Regions from separate parts of the Mus musculus genome. Here region 2 is linked to region 1. The links are chromatin contacts, called in public Hi-C maps. All regions are on one chromosome and are shown on one strand. Each heading gives the region's core, a stretch centred on a gene start, on an enhancer-like site or on the middle of the called end of the contact. The rest is flanking DNA. Distances are from core to core; before and after follow the strand shown. Region 1 overlaps Tnr (tenascin R). Region 2 overlaps Tnr (tenascin R).

What was found. A called contact is a pair of places that touch in the nucleus more often than the background predicts.
Region 2: a contact with region 1 is called in a Hi-C map of the N1E-115 cell line, with 2.7 times the contacts expected there. The contact joins two enhancer-like sites. A contact is called at or near these places in 3 of 484 Hi-C or Micro-C datasets (the N1E-115 cell line, large pre-B cells and neutrophils).

Annotation. Positions count from the first base shown.
Region 1 is chr1:159,678,892-159,685,028 of GRCm38.p6, reverse strand. The region is part of intron 1 of Tnr (tenascin R); the gene reads right to left. Among named protein-coding and RNA genes, the nearest start is that of Gm31348, 100 kb to the left of the region's middle. Within about 2 kb of position 2,863, at least 6 of the 459 cell types and tissues checked have an H3K27ac peak or open chromatin away from gene starts, as enhancers often do. A contact at or near this core is called in the N1E-115 cell line, where this site is marked.
Region 2 is chr1:159,906,377-159,912,394 of GRCm38.p6, reverse strand. All of the region lies in intron 18 of Tnr (tenascin R), which reads right to left. Among named protein-coding and RNA genes, the nearest start is that of Gm31667, 120 kb to the left of the region's middle. Within about 2 kb of position 3,699, at least 4 of the 459 cell types and tissues checked have an H3K27ac peak or open chromatin away from gene starts, as enhancers often do. A contact at or near this core is called in the N1E-115 cell line, where this site is marked.

The sequences.
Region 1 (6,137 bases), core at 1,614-4,113:
ATCATTTTAAGTACACAGCTTCTCCATAAACATGTTGGTTGCGTGTAGAAGTGTATCAGTCAAGAGAGGTGGACCAGGGGTAAAAGATGAACAAAACTCAAAGGGAGGAGTATCAAAGGCTGGGTGGCAAGGCAAGACTGGAGGCTTTGGAGTGAGCTGAGTCTGAATGAGTTTATTGCTATATAGAATGTTCTTGGTGGGAGATAGACTGAGCCACAAAGCAAGGTGAAGAGTGCCCAATGTCCTTAGTGGGGAAGTCCACATAAATAGTGACCATCTCTGAAGCATCAGGAAGGCTGTGTAGGCAGGGCTTCTATGCCAAGAAGAGCCTGTAGACCCTGGCCATTTACAGAGAAGGTAGCAGAGTGGATGGGTGGGGCAAAGCAGGTGAGTTAGGCATGCCTGCTGCAAGAGGCTGCTATGGAAGCTCACTGGGGGAACTCTGTCTTCAGTGGCAGCCGTTTCTCCCCTCGTTCCCTGCAGAAGGTAATAACCTGTCACCAGAGCAAATAAAGTCTGATTTACATGAAATTTAATGCTAAGCATTTTCCTTTATTCCCTTGCGCCTCGGTGGCAGGCTGGCAGTACCAGCACAGCCGGGCCTGCTGTGTGCAGTGGTTGGATTTCACTGGATAGAAGTTTAACAAGAAATTACTTCCGTGTGGCGGGCTCTATTAGTCTGGGTAGGGAGCCTCTGTCAGCTCAGCAATATGCAACCTGTTTCATTTGAAAGAGGTACAAAGTCAGATGGTGAGGGTTTGGAAAGCTGGGAGGAGAGGGGAACGTATAGGGAGAAATGCTCTCAGTTTCAGGGTTCTGGTCCTTGCCACTCAGCTTCACGGTGACTGTTGGCTGGGCCTCAGAAAGCCGCATCTGCATCCTTATGGTTACTTCTGTCATTGCATCACACACAACTGAACGTGTTCTTGGAGGACCAACCATGGCTGTGCCAAACACAGTGGCTACAAAGACACAACGGAGGCAGAATGTATACTTCCCAAAATCAGCTCCTCACACAAAACAACTTCCCTCCTCCTCTTTCTCCTCCTCCTCTTCCTCCTCTTCCTCCTCTATCAACATTCCCAGTGCATCACCCCAAGCTAGGGAATATTTCATGAACATCCTTGTACCTTGTTAAAGTCCATTGATTTAAAATGTCTGCATTTCTCTTCGGTATTTTAACAGACCCAGCATAAATGCCACCATCTTCAGCAAGCCTTCTTCATCTCTCATACCAGGATAAGACCCCTCCCCCACCCCGTCCGTGCTCCCAGTCAGTGCTGGGATGTGTTCCTAACTCTTCACTGCCTTGTTCTATGTAAGTGACTGGGCTTTCTGCCTCTGTACTACACAAACCCCTTTAAGGCTTAGCATAAAACTGTAGTGATTAGGGAAGAAAGCAAGCCGCCCCCTGGGGGGTTTCAATTTATTCCTGTATACTATATGTATTATGATTAGGGGGCTCTGTTGCCATAATCTGTTAGGGAAGAAAGTCCATGCTCAGAGTTAAACATGTATTCCATACGGCAGGTGGGCCATGGGGGAGGGGCATGCACACTGGCCAACTCTTCCTGATAGGGGAAAACTCAGAAGGCTGCCTTCAGAGAACTCACTAGCTTCCCCCATATAGTGCTAGCTTTCCTTTCTTTATTGATTTTCTCTGTCCTTCTGATCCCTGTTTAGCTCACCAAGCTTGCTTGCTCGATTAATTAATTGATTGATTGTTGATTGACTTCTAATTGGCCTGATCCACTCGCTTCCATCTCATCCCATTTCCTTTCTGGAATCTCTTTGCTATCTAACACATTGAAAGGGAGTCTTGCCTTAGTTTCTTGCCCTAGTGTTGAGATGAAATACCCCAACAAAAGCAACACAGGGGAGAAAGGGCTTAGTCAGGCTCACAGGTAAGTGATACAGTCGTCATGGTCAGTGGTAGCCAAGGCTCCAGGAGCTTGAAGAAGCTGGTCATATCAAATGTGCAATCAGGAACACAGAGCAGCAAATGCACGCTGCTTGTTTTCTCTATTTTCTGAAGGCCTGCATCCCTTGTCAGTAAATACTCCTGACCATAATAGAAATGGATATTTCCACATCACTTAACACAAATAAGATAATCCACCCACATACACACCTGTATGTCCAATGGCCCATCTCCCAGGTAAGTCTAAATTCTGTCAAGTTAGCATTTAATACGAATCATCACTGGGGGCTGATCAATGATCTCTCCATGGTTTATTCTGGGCCATGGAATCTTGGGGTGCCATCCTTTGGCATGTACTAGGTGTCTTTTATCGCCATATGAAAGCTTGGTCAGCATGGCTGTGTGGAATGGCAACTGCCACGGAACTGGGGATGGGAGCTTGGGACAGCAGGGCTGGCACAGAGGCTGGTAGCCATGATTCAGGCCTTTCCCCTGCAGAGAGCCACACTGCCTCTATGACACATTCATGATAGGATCTCACGGTTTCAGAATCTGCGGCACTGACATTCCACACATCAGCTTTTCTTGCCCCATGCTTGATTATCAGCTGCAGCAGAGCTGCACCAGGAGGAAAACCTGCTGCCCCAGATGCTGTATTCCCAAGCCTATTAGGGATGAGTTTTACATTTTTTTCTGCAGGCAAAGATTATCAATGCCATTGCTCATGCAGATAACTAGGAGTGGGCTGTCAATATTGCACTTATTAACTGTGTGACCCTCAGCCAGTCACTTCACCTCCCTGAGCCTCTACCCCTCCTCGGTAACATGGGAGGAAATTGCCTAGAAATGTTGCAGCACACAGGAAATGAAGACCCAGCTCCGGGTCTTGTGTGAACAGGATACCCAAGGCATAGCAGCTCCTGCTATTCGTAGTAAATGGACTCAGATCTCCTGTCTATAGCAGCGGGTGTCTAGCTGAGCATGTCTTGCCCAAGGGAGTTGAACAGGGGTCACTGGTCAAATGCAGGAAATAGGAGGTAAGCATAAAGCAGGAAGGCTCCAAGTAGATCCAAGTACAAGCTAAGGACAGAGATGGAGAGGGAGGGCAGTTTAGCTGTATGGATAACTAGATAATTGCAAGATGAAAGGGCTGATAGAGAAGGTAAACAAGATTGATAAAGGAGATTTAAAAGGAAAGGGAAGTCAGCCACTGCAAGGAATATAAATAGATCACAGTAGCAACAGGATAGATGCTGTGGATGGAAAGGGCCCATAAAACAGAATAGACAGAAAATATAAACAGTGCAAATAGTGCAATGGAAAGAAGGTGAAAATGACAGGAGCAGAAAGATAAGCACATTACCCAGATAGATGCTCTGACCAGCAGGGAGGAAGGAGATGACTGCATCACAGCTGGACCACCAATGAGTGAGAGGGAGGCTCCAGGATTAGCCATGCCTCCTACTGCCTCTGGCTCTGGATGCTAAAGGGCACCAGGACATGGCTTAGTGAGGAGACCCCAAAGCCAAGCTAGAATGAGAACACATGGAAACCTGGTCTGAACTTTGCCACTTTTTTTCTGCACTTGTTACAGAGAGGCACCTGAATGAGAGCCAGTCAGGAGATGCCAGCCCCCGTGGCTGGCAGAGAGGGTGAACGGCTTCTGCAGTCTTTGATGCTGGAGCCAGGGCTAGGGTGGTCAACAGCCTTAGTGGAGTTGTGTTCTTTCTGGGCAGAAAATTCTCTCCTCTCCTGCCAAGAACTGAAGCTATCACCCCAGTCCCTTGCCCACAGTAGTGCTACCAAGTGTCAAGAAGTGCCTCTCATATGGGAGTGTTTGGAGAGAGGACAGGGGGGAGAAATGTAGTTATATCAGAATCTCGAAAATTAAATAATGTGCCTCTCCACCACCACTCAGTGTTTCATCCAGATAACTGTCTCAAGTGAGGAATATAACTATCATTCATGACAACTCGTTATAAACATTTGTTTAATCTGGGCCAAAAAATAAAGGGAGTAATCTTGTTTCCTGTTTTACCTCCCTCCCCTCCCCTCCCCTCCCCTCCCCTCCCCTCCCCCTCTGTATCCCTCCTTCCCTCCCTCTCTACCTCCCTCCTTCTTACCTTCTTGCAATTAAGATTCAATAATTGTGTAGCTAACATACAATACAAGGCATTTTATAAGGACTAGGGAGTGCTATAGGCAGTGGGGATGAGGAAGAGTCAAGGGAAGGGGGTAAAGTCTGCAGGGAGCTGGTGAGTGGGTGAGTTCCTTGGGTGGATAGGGAATGCAGTCTAGGCAAAAGAGAAGGCTTGGCCAAGAACACAATGCATTTAGGTAACTACAAGTTTCAAAAGTCCAGCAATGGGCAGACGGTGCAGGGAATTTGTATGGATAATGAGTGGTCAAAGTTGGGAGCTTGGACTTTGCTTGCCTCCGTGGTAACCCACAGAGAGTTCTGAGAAGCAGGATAAAGTTAGAATTCTGAATGATGGTTTGTAAAATGACCAGGAGGATGCAAGGCTGGAGACTGAGAGGCCAGGGTGGATTTCTAGAGCCATGAATCTAGAGAGGAGAAAAGTGTACCACTCCCAAATCCCTTATTTTCTACTGTCTTTCCTCTTTGGGAAATAACTCTGATTCTTATCTCTGGTAGGTTCTGCCTTTTATCCTTCCATTCATTTTCTTTCCCCCTCTTACTTCTCCTTCCAGGGTCAGCTACTGTTTTTTTTTCCTTTATTTTTAAATTGGGTTTTATTTCATTTACATTTCCAATGCTATCCCAAAAGTCCCCCACACGCTCCCCCACCCACTCCCCCACCCACCCACTCCTACTTCTTGGCCCTGTCGTTCCCCTGTACTGGGGCATATAAAGTTTGCACGACTAATGGGCCACTTTTTCCAGTGATTCATATGCAGCTAGAGACACAAGCTCCAGGGGGTTACTGGTTAGTTCATATTGTTGTTCCACCTATAGGCTTGCAGATCCCTTTAGCTTCTTGGGTACTTTCTCTAGCTCCTCCATTGGGAGCCCTGTGATCCATCCTATAGCTGACTGTGAGCATCCACTTCTGTCTTTGCTAGGCCCCGGCATAGCCTCACAAGAGACAGCTATATCTGGGTCCTTTCAGCAAAATCTTGCTAGTGTATGCAATGGTGTCAGCGTTTGGAAGCTGGTTATGGGATGGATCCCCAGATATGGCAGTCTCTAGATGGTCCATCCTTTCATCACAGCTCCAAACTTTGTCTCTGTAACTCCTTCCACTACTGTTTTTAAGGATGTTATTGGTCCCCATAGCAACCTAGACACACCAGAGAACCTTTTGCAAGATGCTAAAGCCCGAATGGCATAAAAGAGAGAATACAAAGTCAAAGAAGAGAACTCCACCCTCCAGACATTCTCTCATAGAGTGGACCCAGAACCCTCTCACACCGAGAAACTGATTTGGACAGGCAGATACTATGGGGGGAGAAAAAATGGAGAGGTGGTTCTGGTAGCTGATGCAAAATGCAGTTTGACATTCGTTTCTGAGGTGTGGTGAATTATTTTGACAAATTCAGTCTTGCCATGTCAGTCATATGTTTTGTGCTTTTCCAACCTAACCCCTCTGAGAAGATCGAAGGGTCAGACGAACAGGACCATGTTTGCTGTCTGCCCCATAGCACGTGACATGGTGGGATACACTGGGTAAGGGCTCAGAAAAGCCATAAATGAATATCATTAATGAATGAAGCTAGACAGTACACCTGGGGGTGTCTACTTGCATATGCAATGTGATTAACTTTTTACAGGAAACCCAGGGAAAGCTGTCATTCAAAGTAATGCCTTGGCTGATTCTCCCACTGCTCAATATATCCTTTGAACTTCTCCTGGAATTATCTTTAAAGCTAGTTAATGAGCCACACAAGAATAGCAGTCTTACCACATTATAATCGTGGCAGGCACATGGAGTCTGCTCTCTTCCTTCTGCAACTCTCAAACTAAGGAAGCTTGTGGGACTCTTTACCCACTTTCAAAGAATCTTCTTTGCAGGTTTCATTTTGTAGGCTCAAAATGTCCATAACATTTTACCTACTCTTATTTTCAATCAGAGAGGGAGAGGAGAGGGGGGTGGATTTTGTATTTGGGGGTCAAAACAAGGAGAGCTCATATTTTCCCGATCCCCCATCATCTTATAGCATGTGGATTTATTTAAATTCATAGTGCTGTCTTTCC
Region 2 (6,018 bases), core at 2,450-4,949, 230 kb before region 1:
TCTTTTATTGGATATTTGCTTTATTTACATTTCAAATGTTATCCCCTTTCCCGGTTTCCCCTCCAGAAATTCCCTATACCATTCCCCCTGCTTCTATAAGGGTGCTCCCCCACCCTTGTATTCCCCTACACTGGGGCACCAAGTCGTCACAGGACCAAGAACCTCTCCTTCCACCCCTGCCCAACAAGGCCATCCTCTGCTACATAAGTGTCCAGAGCCATGGGTCACTCCATGTGTACTCTTTGGTTGGTAGTTTAGTCCTTGGGAGCTCTGGATGGGGGTGGAGGGCTTGGAGGGGGGAGGATGGTCAGATTGGTTGATATTGTTCTTCCTATGGGATTGCAAACCCCTTCCCCATTATGCACAGGAACCCTTGCATCAGAGGAGGTTTTAAAGAGTCCTGTGGTTGGTCCTTCATCATGAGATGTAAAAAGTTCTAAGTGAATTCAGACTGTGTGGGTGTGAAATCTGAACTCATGTTGGACTTATGGCCTCTGAGGACCAAAGGTGTAGATTCTCTGATTACCAAGATGCTTGAGTATAAGCTAAAGGCCTTGAACATCCAGTCTCAGCAGTAAAATGGGGGTCACAAGGACTTCCCCCTTGGCCTTGGTGATTGTTTAAGAGATGGGCCAGTGAAGCACTGTAGGGACCTATTCAAAGGTAAGAAGGCATCTGAAGAAAGCCTCTGTCATCCACATGGCAGCCATGAAGGGATGCTCACACACGCTCAGCATTACCACAGCGATGAATGTCTGGTCCCTGTACAAAGCAATCTCTTGATTGTACTAAACAATCAAATGGCCATGTTTTACAGTTCAGTTTTAATTCAAGGACAGGGCAGGGGAAATAAATTGCAGCTCATCTTTCAGAAGGAACAGCCCAATCTGTAAAACAATACCTAATTAGCTGTAAGAGAAGCTTCAATCCTGAAGTGCTTTGCTCCGAGATAAGTTTTGTGCTTATCAGGCAAACTGAGAGCAGTCTACTGGAGGGACTTTGCTGAGAGGGGAAATTAAAGGCACAGCCTGCCATGAGAGGCATGGTGGCTGGAGTGCTCTGTAAATGTGGGTTTCTGGGTCAATGAAGAATATGGTCAGACAACACAGTACGATACAGTACCGTGTTTCTGTGTATAAGTGAGGTAGACATGAAGGGAGGAGGGTGAGGCAAACCGCAGGTGTTAGCTACTACAGCGCCTCCTGGTGGTTTTACTCCTATACTATATGTGACACTCAGCCCCTTGGAAAGGCCAGGCAGTGAACCATTTAGATATAGCATGTCACATAAAAAAGATGACACATGAACTTTCCTGAGAGTCCCCATCACAGGTTGTCTGTAAAGCATTCTGTTCTAGGAAGAAGCAACCGAAGTTTTGTAGTCTCCATGTAAGCCCTTACTCCTATGTCCTACCCCCTACCTGCCACCTGACCCAGAGACAGATTAACTCTTAGTTCTATGTTCCAGATTGCTGCCACAGGTCTGTCAAAAATAGCTTGAGGGAACAATACACTTCAAGTACAGTCACCCAAGAATTGGTAATATGCTTCTATAAAACTTATATTTCACAAGATGTGTTGTTGTTTCTATTTCATTCTTGTGAGAGACGTTAGAGGAAGGCAGGACAGTGGAGAGCTGAGACTTATGTTAACAGACAAGGAAACTGCTCAGAAAGATTCCCTGACTGGCTTTTTCAGATAACTTGTATTCAAGTTTGCAGAGCTTAGTCAAGCGTATATTCTATTAGAACAATAAATACAGCCAGGGATGGAGAGATGACCCAGTGCTTAACATTTGCTGCTCTTTCAGAGGACCCAAGTTTTCCCACATCAGATTACTCATAACCACTCCAGAGGATCTGACATCCTCTTCTGGTCTTTCTGGGCACTTACAGACATGAGGTGCATACACATAGACATAAACACAAATAAAATGTGAAATAAATCTTTAAAAAGCACCTTCAAATGTGTTCTAGTTTCTTTAAGGTTTTCATCTTTCCAATGAGTGACTGAGTTTTTATTTAACATAAGCATATAATACTCCAAGAACTAAAGTTACCCCAGAAAGCATTATGTTCAAATTAAGTGTTTTCCCATCAAAAGTGACTTTTGTAGTAGCTTTATTAAAGCTATTGAATTGTATCTCCAGCATGTCCTAGACATCATGAAAGCTCACGTCTCACCTGTCCCTGAGGTTTCCATTCATTTCAGAGAACAGACATGAATGACTGTCTCCTCTCTGTGTTGCTTTGGGAACACTGGCCTTATTTCTGGTCATCTAGGCTATTATTGACCCTGGTCTCCGGAGCAACCAATGTGCCTACTTGCCTTTCCCTCTCTCACTGTCTGTGGTCTTCCTTTTAGATCAGCATATAATGTGCTTGGCATCCAGCCTATTGCTTCCTTGTTCACTGTTTCTCCCAAAGGAAGAGATCATCATTAAACCAGCCCATTTTCTTGGGGAGACAGAAATCTGCATGTCTCAGTTGTCCATGGATTCCCCCACAAAAAAACTTTTCTCAAAACTCACCACAGTAACATCACTCAAATACGTATATAAAACCAAATCCATTTTGAGAATAGAGAAGTAAACAATTTTATATAAACCCCTTCTTCGTTGATAACTACTAGAATGTATGTTATAGATACTTGAAGGGGGTTCAGATCCACTCTTAGTTTTTCTAAAGTTAGACATAATGTAAGCACATATAATATATTGAGATGACTTGTTCTGAGGAAGAGGAATTTTAAGTATCTAAGATGCTGTCATAAAAGAGGCATTCACTCATCTTTAAAGCTGGGAGATAAGAATAAGATCAACTGAAGAGATAAGTGTCTAAGGAGTGTCAAAGATGGATGGGATAAAGGTCTCAGATGAAGGTTGGGAGAGGGAGGACCATATGCCCTGCTTTCTGGGCTCCTATAGTTAGCTGGAAGGTGGAAGCACTATCCAAGTGTGTGGGAGGTTGATGCATGGTTGCTGGGCGCACTTGCCTTACCCTTGACAAATTACAAGGCCATCTGGTTGTTAATAGATTCAATTTACTGTAATTTAGTCTATGGCATTAGTGGAAAGGCAATCACGAAGCACTTTGCTTCTGCAGACTATCAGAAGCAGCAACCTGGGATTTTTCATTCCCTGGGAACTTGGAGAAGATTCCACATGAAGCTTCTTGCCATCTTGCGCCAGCCTCGAAAGCATCCCAAGTTTGTCTCAGAGTCACTAGTCCTCCATTAACACACTTGTCCCTTTAATGTGATGAGAGAAAGCAAAGGCTTGCTGAGGGCTCTCAAGTTACGGATTTCCTTATCCTTCAGATTCCTGTGCTCCATCCCAGGTCTACCAAGTCGAGCAGGGAGACAGTCTCAGGACTCAGTATCTGACTAAAGAGCTTCATTCACATAGAGCTGTTTTCAGTTTGCATTTTTCTCTTCTCGGAAGCCAAGAGTTAGAAATGGTAAATGAGATGGTGACCTGAGGCCTCTTGGCCAGCTCTCCCTGCTTAGATCCACATGACTGGGCGAATAACAGAATTAATTTTTCTCCTCTCCTTCTTAAACACACACACATACACACACACATACACTTTCCTGTTCTCTCTCTCTCTCTCTCTCTCTCTCTCTCTCTCTCTCTCTCTCTCTCTCTCTCTCTCCCTCTCTCTCTCTCCCTCTCATAATCTTTTGTCTCTAAGAAGAACATCCTGAGCACCCCATCTTTCTGTTTGGGGTGGGATGGAAAGAAGAGGGGATATTTGGCCTTGAGCTTAAGCCTTGTATTCTAGTCTTTGCGATTTCACCCTACTGCTTTGGTGGTATTGGACTTTGACTCAGCTAAAAATCATAAAAACACATTCATGTTCCAATTGATCTGGAATTCATATGTTTTAGAAGACTACCAGGGCCGATCCTTAGCTCTCTGGATGCCATTTAATCTAATCAGGTATCTACCTTTAACCCTGATCATTCTAATAATTATTTTAGACCAAGCACATACCTAGAAGGCTCTCTCTCCTTCCTCCTGGTGCAGTAACTGGAGCCTGGGTGGATAGGGTAGCCTTTTTTTTTTTTTTTTTTTTTTTTTTTTAAGCACGGGCTATGGCTATTACCAAGTTAGAAGGAAAACAAAGCCAAATGATTGCCACAGTGAAGTGTCTTATGGTTAAGTATTTCTAGATGTAACTGTGAGATCCACAGGCCCAGGGCATTCACCAGAAGAATTGCTCAGAAATTGGTTTGTATTGGGCATCAAAGGCTGCCTGCTGAGTGGTGAGTGGCTATCTTCATGATGACACACAGGGCAATCAGATGGCTCTGTGCCAGTGGGGAGTGGGAGACGCTTCTCTGTCCATTCCCAGCCCTCTTTTGTTTTGTGTCCTTGGGTCCAGCCTTTAAAATGATCAGATTTAATAGCTCTAGAGAGCCTCTGCCCACTGTCCACTCTGATGGACTCAGCATCAGGGCTGAAGCTGTGACGTCAGCATGCCCCTCAGCGAACAGCCACAGCAGTTTTCTCAGTAAATGCAGAATAAAGTATTGTTTTTCTCCACAGAATTAATTTTAACTATGTTAAAATTAATGGCTCGTATTTGCAAAGTAGCTGATAAGATTTTGGGGTGCAGACAGAGGCTGTGGATAGAGCCTAGCCCATAGGAGCTTAATCCATCACTTCAATTTTCTCAGATAATCTTCAAATTTACTAGCTTGTTGTCTTGTTACTCACTTAAAAGACATATAGGAAAATGTCCCTTGATTTCTAAATGCCAGGCTAAGAGATGGGAAAACATAGAAGGAGAAAAGACGTCTTACAAGTGGCTCATGGTCTTATGGGAAAACAAATATGACTTCAAGCTCTGAGACCAAGATGGGAGGTTAGAAGGGCATCAAAGTGGGTGTGAAGGGCAGTGAACATGGGAGCTGCTGAAGAGGGGCTGAGAGGTGGGGTTCTAGAACGGAGTAGAATTTGACAAGTGCTGATCAGCAAGCTTTCTTACTTTAGGAACTGACAGAGATCAGCCACATACCGGTAGAGGACGGTATTGCCGGCATGTGGAGAAGCACAGACCAATTGGAAAACTGAAGATTTACCTAACTAATTAGCACTGTGTTGGATGGATGTGATAACAGTGACTGAATCATGCTGCGTACGAAGAGGGACCTTCTTCTGAAGCCAGTAGATACCCTTCTCTATCTTTGTATATGTAGCATTACTTAAATTTTCCCTTTGGAGATGGGAATGTGTGGGGTTTTTTTTTTGTTTGTTTGTTTTTGGTTTTTTGTTTTTTATTTTTGGTTTTTCGAGACAGGGTTTCTCTGTGTAGCCCTGGTTGTCCTGGAACTCACTTTGTAGACCAGGCTGGCCTTGAACTCAGAAATCCACCTGCCTCTGCCTCCCGAGTGCTGGGATCAAAGGCATGTGCCACCACACCCGGTGGGACTGTGTTTTTCTGTGCCTCCACTCCTTGAGTAAAAATTTATACAGGGCTGGAGAGATGGTTCAGTGGTTAAGAGCACTGACTCTTCTTCCAGAGGTTTTGAGTTCAATTCCCAGCAACCACATGGTGGCTTACAGCCACCTGTAATGAGATCTGATCTCTCTTCTGGTGTTTGAAAACAGCTACAGTGTGCTCATATAAATCAATAAATCTTAAAAAAACAAAATTATACAGTCTCAACCTCTCCAGTGAGAGGCAGCCATTGTTGAACTATTTCAATTATATCATGTAAGCCAGCAAAAGAAATCTTTTATTATTAAAATTCACAGGGATATGCATCTGACTTGTTTCTTACCACTATCCTTAGCATTTAGAACGGAGCCTGACACGAAATAGGTGCCCCATCAATATTTATTAGATGTTTAGTGTCACATGAGTGATAGTATCCATCCCCTATGATAATAACAGAGAACACAAAATTAGATTCTCTGAGACATGTGCAATGACACAATTTAAAATGGGCCAAATAAAATCCTGTGACTAGTGACATGTGAGATTTTTCTGTAGCATTTATAAGATCATCTTTC